2 separate regions of the Canis lupus genome follow, and region 1 is linked to region 2. Evidence: chromatin contacts called from public Hi-C data. All regions are on one chromosome and are shown on one strand. Each heading gives the region's core, a stretch centred on a gene start, on an enhancer-like site or on the middle of the called end of the contact. The rest is flanking DNA. Distances are from core to core; before and after follow the strand shown.

Region 1 (3,355 bases), core at 569-3,068, 140 kb after region 2:
CTGGGATACTCAATGAATATACAAATGTTTAAAAAATATTTTATGAAATGGGAGCACATCATGCATACTATTATGCCACTTGCCTATGTATGTATAAATGATATATCTTTCTACCTATGCATCTACTCCGTGTATCTATGTTTCTATCAGCTATGTATCTATCCTTGTATCTATATATCTATGTATGTATGTGTCTGTCATCTATCTATCCACTACTACCTACCTACCTATGTATCCAAGATTGTTCCAGAGAGGCCTATATAGATCATCTCATTCCTTTCAATATTTTCACATTTTATTACCTAGTAGTTCAGTTAGAGTGTCTCTTGTCTTCTGCTATAACAATGTGCCAGCAAAAGTCACTTCTCCTCTCCTGACATCCAGGAATAGCATGAAGGGGAATGTGTGAATTTTGTCAGCTGCAGCGTCCCCTCAGAGGTTTGATGATTGTGTCCTCAACAGTGTACCAAGTGACTCTTTCTGCCTGCCCTCCCCAGTAAGGGTGATGTGGTTTGGGATGTTGGGGTCCAGAGCCAATCACCAAGAAAGAACTCCTAAGAGGTTTTTGATGCAAAAAAAAAAGGTGGTTTTATTAAAGCACAGGGACAGGACCCATGGACTGAAAGAGCTGCGTTATAAGTGTGAGGGGTGACTGATTATACATTGGGAGATGGAGGAGGTGTCCAAGAGGACTTTGACATGCTAGAGACTTGCCGGATACTGGAGGCCTGGTTATGATCAAAAGAAGGTTGTTTTTCCCTCTAATAAGGCATTGAGACAGTCGGGAGTTTCCTGGAGGAATGTTATACTCTGCCTATCTCAAGTATTTATCAATGGGCTGCAGGTTTTAAGGGAATTTAGTTTTATTTACATTCCTTTCTGTCTTTGTTTCTTACATCACTATGGAGAGGCAGGTGATGTAAGGGCTCCAAGAAATGGAGTCTATGGGTTTCTATGGGAAGTTAGGCTAGTGGTAAGAATGCTTTTTTTCTTGTAAATCACTAAGACATTTGTAAACTGATGGAGACTCTTGTCCTACAGGATAGTGATCTCTATGAGTTAACCATTTGTTTTTTTTTTTCTTCCCTTAGTTTTAGGGCAGCCAGGAGTGCCTGAGGAACGTCACACACATCCCTGAGGGCCAGGGGGGTGGTTTGTGGGGGTGTCAGCTTGTGCTTGGCCCTCAATTGGCCTTCTCCTCCCTCATCAAGGGAACACATGGGTGAGGGTTTAGAGATGGCCATTATCTGAGAGATACTAGGGAGATACAATTTCAGGTGCACCTACTGTGCAACTGGTGCTTCTTAGGTATCATCTTGCCTAATGTTCACAGGGACACTAGGAAGCAGGAGCTAGTTTTTCCACTTGACAGAGAAGCAGCCTCAGAGAGGTAAGGTGACATATCCTAAAATTTATAAGGAGACGTAGTAACACTGGGTGTCAGTCACTGGGTTCTGCCATGCCCCACACAGACGCAGCTAGATTTTGTTACTGTTAAGTGAATCCACTGGTCCAAGATCTGGTGATCCATTATCATTCCCGGTGGGGTGGAAATACTGCCCAGAACTCCACCTAGTTTGGCAGCTTCCTCCATCCTGCCCCTCTTGTCCTGGACCTCAGAGGCTCCTCCTTCTTCTTAGCTGCGATCACTGCTGTGAATAAATCCAGAACAATTGATTTTTATTTATTTATTGGAGAGAGCGAGAGAGCGAGAGAGAGAAAGAGAGAGAGGGGGAGAGAACACTGCGCGAGAGGGGGGAGGGGCAGCAGGCGAGGAGGGGCAGAGGAAAAGAGAGAATCTGAAGCCGACTCTGGCTGAGCACGGAGCCCTGGCCTGGGTAGGGGGTATGAGGGTGGGCTCTATCCCACAACTGGGAGATCATGACCTGAGCCAGACCAAGGCTCTGATGCTTAATGGAGTGAGCCACCCTGGCGCCCTCAGAACAATTTAACAATAGGCTTCCACACTGCAGAAATGCTCTGCGCAATCTGGCAAGGCTTCCTAGGGTCCTCGAGGAAAACGCTGGTCTCTGCTGCCACTGTCTGGATTCTTGAGAACAGCACAGTGTCTGTGAAATAATGAAAAGATGGGCTCCAGGATGAAGAGCAGTAGAGTGTTATTTTATGTCACATCATTTATTTTTTGATTTTTAAAAAAGATTTTATTATTTATTAGAGAGAGAGAGGCAGAGTCACAGGCAGAGGGAGAAGCAGGCTCCATGCAGGGAGCCCCGACATGGGACTCGATCCCAGGTCTCCAGGATCACGCCCTGGGCTGAAGGTGGCACCAAACAGCTAAGCCACTGGGGCTGCCCTATTTTTTGATTTTTAAAAAAGATTTATTTGTTTTAGAGCAAGAGAGAGCATGATGGGGGATGGGGAGGGAGGTCAGAGGGAGAGAGAAGATATCAAGCAGACTTCCTGCTGAGTGGGGAACCCAACCTGGGGCTTGATATGGGGTTGGATCTCATGACCCTGAGATCACGACCCTGAGATCATGACCTGAGCCAAAATCAAGAATCAGAGGCTTAACCAGCTGAACCACCCAGGCGCCCCTATGTCACATCATTTAAATGCATGAGTCTGAGTTAGACGGACCTTGTTTGGTTTATTGAGGCAAAATGCACATAACCCAAAACTAACCAATTTTCTAAAACTTGGTAAAATTGTTTAACCAAAAGATGAACAAAATATCCTAAACCATATTAATTTCACTTTATAAAATGTGTACATGACCTCATCATAACCTCATATATCCTAATCACCTCCCAAAGACCCCACCTCCTAATACCATCACATTGGGAGTTTCAACATCTGAATTTGGGTGGGGAGGACCTAGACATTCAGTCCATAACAGCTATAGAAGTTCTTTTTTTTTTTAATAAAAAGTTTTCTGGATTTTTGTCTCTCCTCTCTCCCTTCAACTTAAAAAAAATCTTTTATTTTAAAATTTTATTTAAATTCAATTAATATGTAATGTATTATTGATTTCAGATGTAGAGTTCAGCGATTCATGTCTTATACAACCTCCAATGCTTATTCCATCAGGTGCCTTCCTTCATGCCCATCACCCAGTTACCCCATCTCCCACACCTCACCCCTCCAGCACCCCTCAGTTTGTTACCTATGATTAAGAGTCTCTTGGGACACCTGGGTGGCTCAGTGGTTGAGCGTCTGCCTTAGCTTAGGTTGTGATCACAGGGATCCCTGTGAACCCAGTTTTGGGTTCACACAATTTGTGGAAGGCATAGATTTCCCACTTACTGCCTGACCTGCTCACATGCACAGCCTTCTCCACTACCAACATCCCCCCTCCCAGAGTGGTACATTTGTCACCTTTGATGAACCTGCAAGA
Region 2 (3,555 bases), core at 436-2,935:
CCAGGCTTTACCCCTCCAGGGATCATGAGGTTACACCCTGATTTCAGAGACAAGGTGAGGGAAACATGGGTTGGCCCAATTTCGCTAGATACCTTTAAAAAACCTAATACTAATAAGCAATGAAGGCATATCTGAGACTAAGAAGAAAAAGATGCTTGATACTACAGGGAGGGTAAGGTGGGGTGAAGGCAGGAGCACCACATCTTCTGACTGCAATGAAAGTGACCTCCAGGGATCCCTGGGTGGCGCAGCGGTTTGGCGCCTGCCTTTGGCCCAGGGCGCGATACTGGAGACCCGGGATCGAATCCCACGTCGGGCTCCCGGTGCATGGAGCCTGCTTCTCCCTCTGCCTGTGTCTCTGCCTCTCTCTCTCTCTCTGTGTGACTATCATAAATAAAAAAAAAAAAAAAAAAAAGAAAGTGACCTCCAAGTCAACCAAGCACCGGTGCCCTGGTTATCCTACAGATGATGCAGTCTTGCCAGACAGCTGGTCCAGCAAAGGTAGAGTAGTGCCTGGACAAGAAGCTAGAACTGCAGGTCCATCCCGGCAGGTTCCACTGGAGGAAACTCAGAGCTCATCGAGGACAAGAACTGACCAGGGCCAATGAGCAGTGGACGTGACAAGGGCAGGTCTCTGGAATTCCAGCGTCTCACCACCAAACCCTAGAGCATCCCTCAGGGAGCACACTCATGGGTTGTGTGCTGAGAGGCAAGATTAGCGCTCATAACCCACCGCATTCACTTCTCAGGTCAACATACTGAGTCTCCTGGGTGAGGAATAGAACTTGTCCAAATTCCTGAACAAAAGATGATGATGATGATGATGACAATCAGACACTAACATTAAGGGGTCACTGTGAGCGGGGCACCGTCTAAAGGTTCATTAGAAACTCAAATTCTATCATCATCCCTAATTCAGATGGGGAAACTGAGGCACAGAGTGCGCACCTCCTCCGGGGTTGGAGCTAGTAAGGGGTAGAGAGGCTCCAAAGGTCATGTCACAACAGGGGAAACTGAGGCCCACAGAGGATGAAACAGTTTGGGGCCAAACTTCCCGCGTGGGGGGTAGGGGGAACGGCTAGATGGGAGGGCGCGCGGGTCAGAATCCACGACCTCTTCAACTTTGTCCTCTCCTCGCCGTGGGGAACCATGACATCACACGCGGATCGTGACCAGAAGCTTTGGAATCCCAAGGGAAATCGGGGTGTGGGAAACGCGGCTCGCACTCACCTCCCGAGGCTCTTCTTCCGAGCCCGGACTTCCGGCCTCAGGAGCCAGGCCGGGAGCGCCCCGCCTGAGCAGACCCGGCGCCCCTCCGGATGACCGAGGCCTACGGACCTCCGGGCACCACGGACCGAGGTTGGGAGCAGGGCCAACTCAATGCGCACCGCCCTACGGGTCGTTTAAAGCCGCCGGTGCGGCGGCTCTGCCAATCGGAACCCTCCTTCCAGCCTGGTCCCGCCTCATGCGTCGGTCTTCCGGCGTCTCGCTGTCTCCAGGGCAACCGCCAGACGGACGGCCTAAGAGGTCCAGGGATTTCTGGGTGTTGTAGTCTCTGAGGGGCAGAGAAACGAGAGGGCCCCTGGGAATGAGAAAAGTCTCCGACTCAGGCGTTCCTGATTCCTTCCCCTGGCCCCTCACTCGCCAAGTCCTGCCACAGGGGTCGACCTGTTCGCCGACCTGGCGGTCAGTTGTGGCAGGGCTCGGTCCTCACTGTGGGCGTCGCTGAGCGGGTCCGCGGTCACTATGGTAACACCTCGGGCTCGCGATTCGCCTCTTGCGTGGTGACGTCACTCTCCGAGCCGGACGAGAAGGCAGCAGGCGCCGGAGCAGGGGGTGGAAGGTGTGAGGTTGGCTTGTGGGAGGAGCGAGGGGGATGTGGATGAGGTTATGGCAGGTGCTCATCCAAGGAAGTGCCACCGAAAAATTGGATGTTTTAATTCTGAACTTTTTAAATAGGCGATAATTTTATGTTTGGAGAAAAGTTGCAGGTGGAGAGTGCCCACCTGCCTCTTCCAGCTTCCCCTACTGTTAACCTCTTATGACCTCAGCACATCTGTGACAAATCCTTCAAGTTGGAACAATGCTATTAACTGGACTCCAGGCCATTCACGTTGTCCCACTCATCCGGAGTCCTTTTCTATTCCGGGAGTCCAGCAGGAGCCATGTTGCAAGGAGTTGCCCTGTCTCCCCAGCTAACTGATTTCTCAGACTTTCCTTGTTTCCATGATCTCGATAGTTTTGAAGGGTACTAGCCAGGTGTTCTGTAAAATGTCCTTCCATGCTTGCTCATGACTTTGCTTGGGTTATGAGTAGGAGCTGACTTAATTTTTAAGATTTCATTTATTTATTCATGAGAGACACACAGAAAGAGGCAGACATAAGCAGAGAGAGAAGCGGGCTCCCTGCAGGGAGTCTGATGCGATCCCAGGACCCCAGGATCAGGACCTGAGCCAAAGGCAGATGCTGAACCACTGAGCTACCCAGGTGTCCCAGGAGACCTGAATCTTTGTACACACACAAAACAGACTTTGGAATGAGTCAAACCTCAGCACTGTCATTTGTGTGACCTTGGGCAAACTGTCAATCTCTCTAGGCTGTAGTTTCTTCACCTACAAAGTGGGCAGCATAACAGAAGCTCCTTACAGGGTTGTCGCTAGAATTAAGTGGCATTTATGATTCTTGGCACCCTTGCCCCCCCATGAATGGAAGAACTGAGCCCTCAGCTGCTTCAACTAGTGTAGGTTTAATTAGAGAAACAATGGGGGGAGGTTGAGAAAGGCCATGGAGAGCAGTTGTGGGGAGACCCCTGCAGATGCTCACACCCCTGGGTCTGTCCGGACCCTCAGACCCAGGGACACGTTCCCGCAGTGTCATCCTCAGAGGACCCATGTTGTTACCCTCCACACTGGTCATCTGGATCAGACCAGCTTCTTGGGACCCGGAGGAGGCCAGACTACCTGGCAGATGAGGGACTGGCGACTGCTGAGCTGAGATGAGCAGGGTCTGCTAGAAGGAGCAGCAGGGGTCCGTCCTAAGGAAGGGATGAAAGAGCAGAGAAATGCGGGTGCGCCTGGCTTTGGGTCCTACGCGTCCTACTCACTGGGCTGTTCCATCACGTAGAATGCACATCCCCCGGCCCAAGGAGATGGGGGGTCCCTCCCTGTCACCCCTAGTAGGTACTTTCCCCTCCCAGGGGTTCTTGCAGCCACCAGTTGGGAGAGGGCTGCCCCTCTAGTTACATATGTCCTCCCACCACCAGGCCTTCCAGGCTCCTCCGCTGCTTGCCAGTTACCCTCCTGCTAGAGAGCACACTCAGTGACCACCGGGACCTCCCCTGCTTCTCCCACCCCCAGCCCCGCTGCACCCCGTGCTCCACTGTACCCCCAGCCTGGCACACTGGAGCCATGCAGGGTTGGAGCAAGGAGTAGATACATAAGGTCTGCCCTGTGTCCTGGAGTTCCTGGGATGGATCAGTTCGACTACTTGCTCCAGAGGGTCTCACAATATAGAGCAGGGGGCCGCAAGCTACAGCCTAAGGGTAACTCTAGCCTC

Evidence for each region. A called contact is a pair of places that touch in the nucleus more often than the background predicts.
Region 1: a contact with region 2 is called in a Hi-C map of skin fibroblasts, with 2.4 times the contacts expected there. The contact joins two enhancer-like sites. A contact is called at or near these places in 6 of 9 Hi-C or Micro-C datasets (amygdala, blood, liver and 1 more).

What each region holds. Positions count from the first base shown.
Region 1 is chr1:102,565,008-102,568,362 of UU_Cfam_GSD_1.0, forward strand. No RefSeq gene overlaps it. Among named protein-coding and RNA genes, the nearest start is that of ZNF787, 35 kb to the left of the region's middle. Within about 2 kb of position 1,819, at least 5 of the 20 cell types and tissues checked have an H3K27ac peak or open chromatin away from gene starts, as enhancers often do.
Region 2 is chr1:102,425,781-102,429,335 of UU_Cfam_GSD_1.0, forward strand. EDDM13 (epididymal protein 13) reads right to left here. Exons shown (of 17, transcript XM_038527678.1): 17 at 2,728-3,034. The coding sequence ends at 3,010. Among named protein-coding and RNA genes, the nearest start is that of EDDM13, 29 kb to the right of the region's middle. Within about 2 kb of position 1,686, at least 11 of the 20 cell types and tissues checked have an H3K27ac peak or open chromatin away from gene starts, as enhancers often do.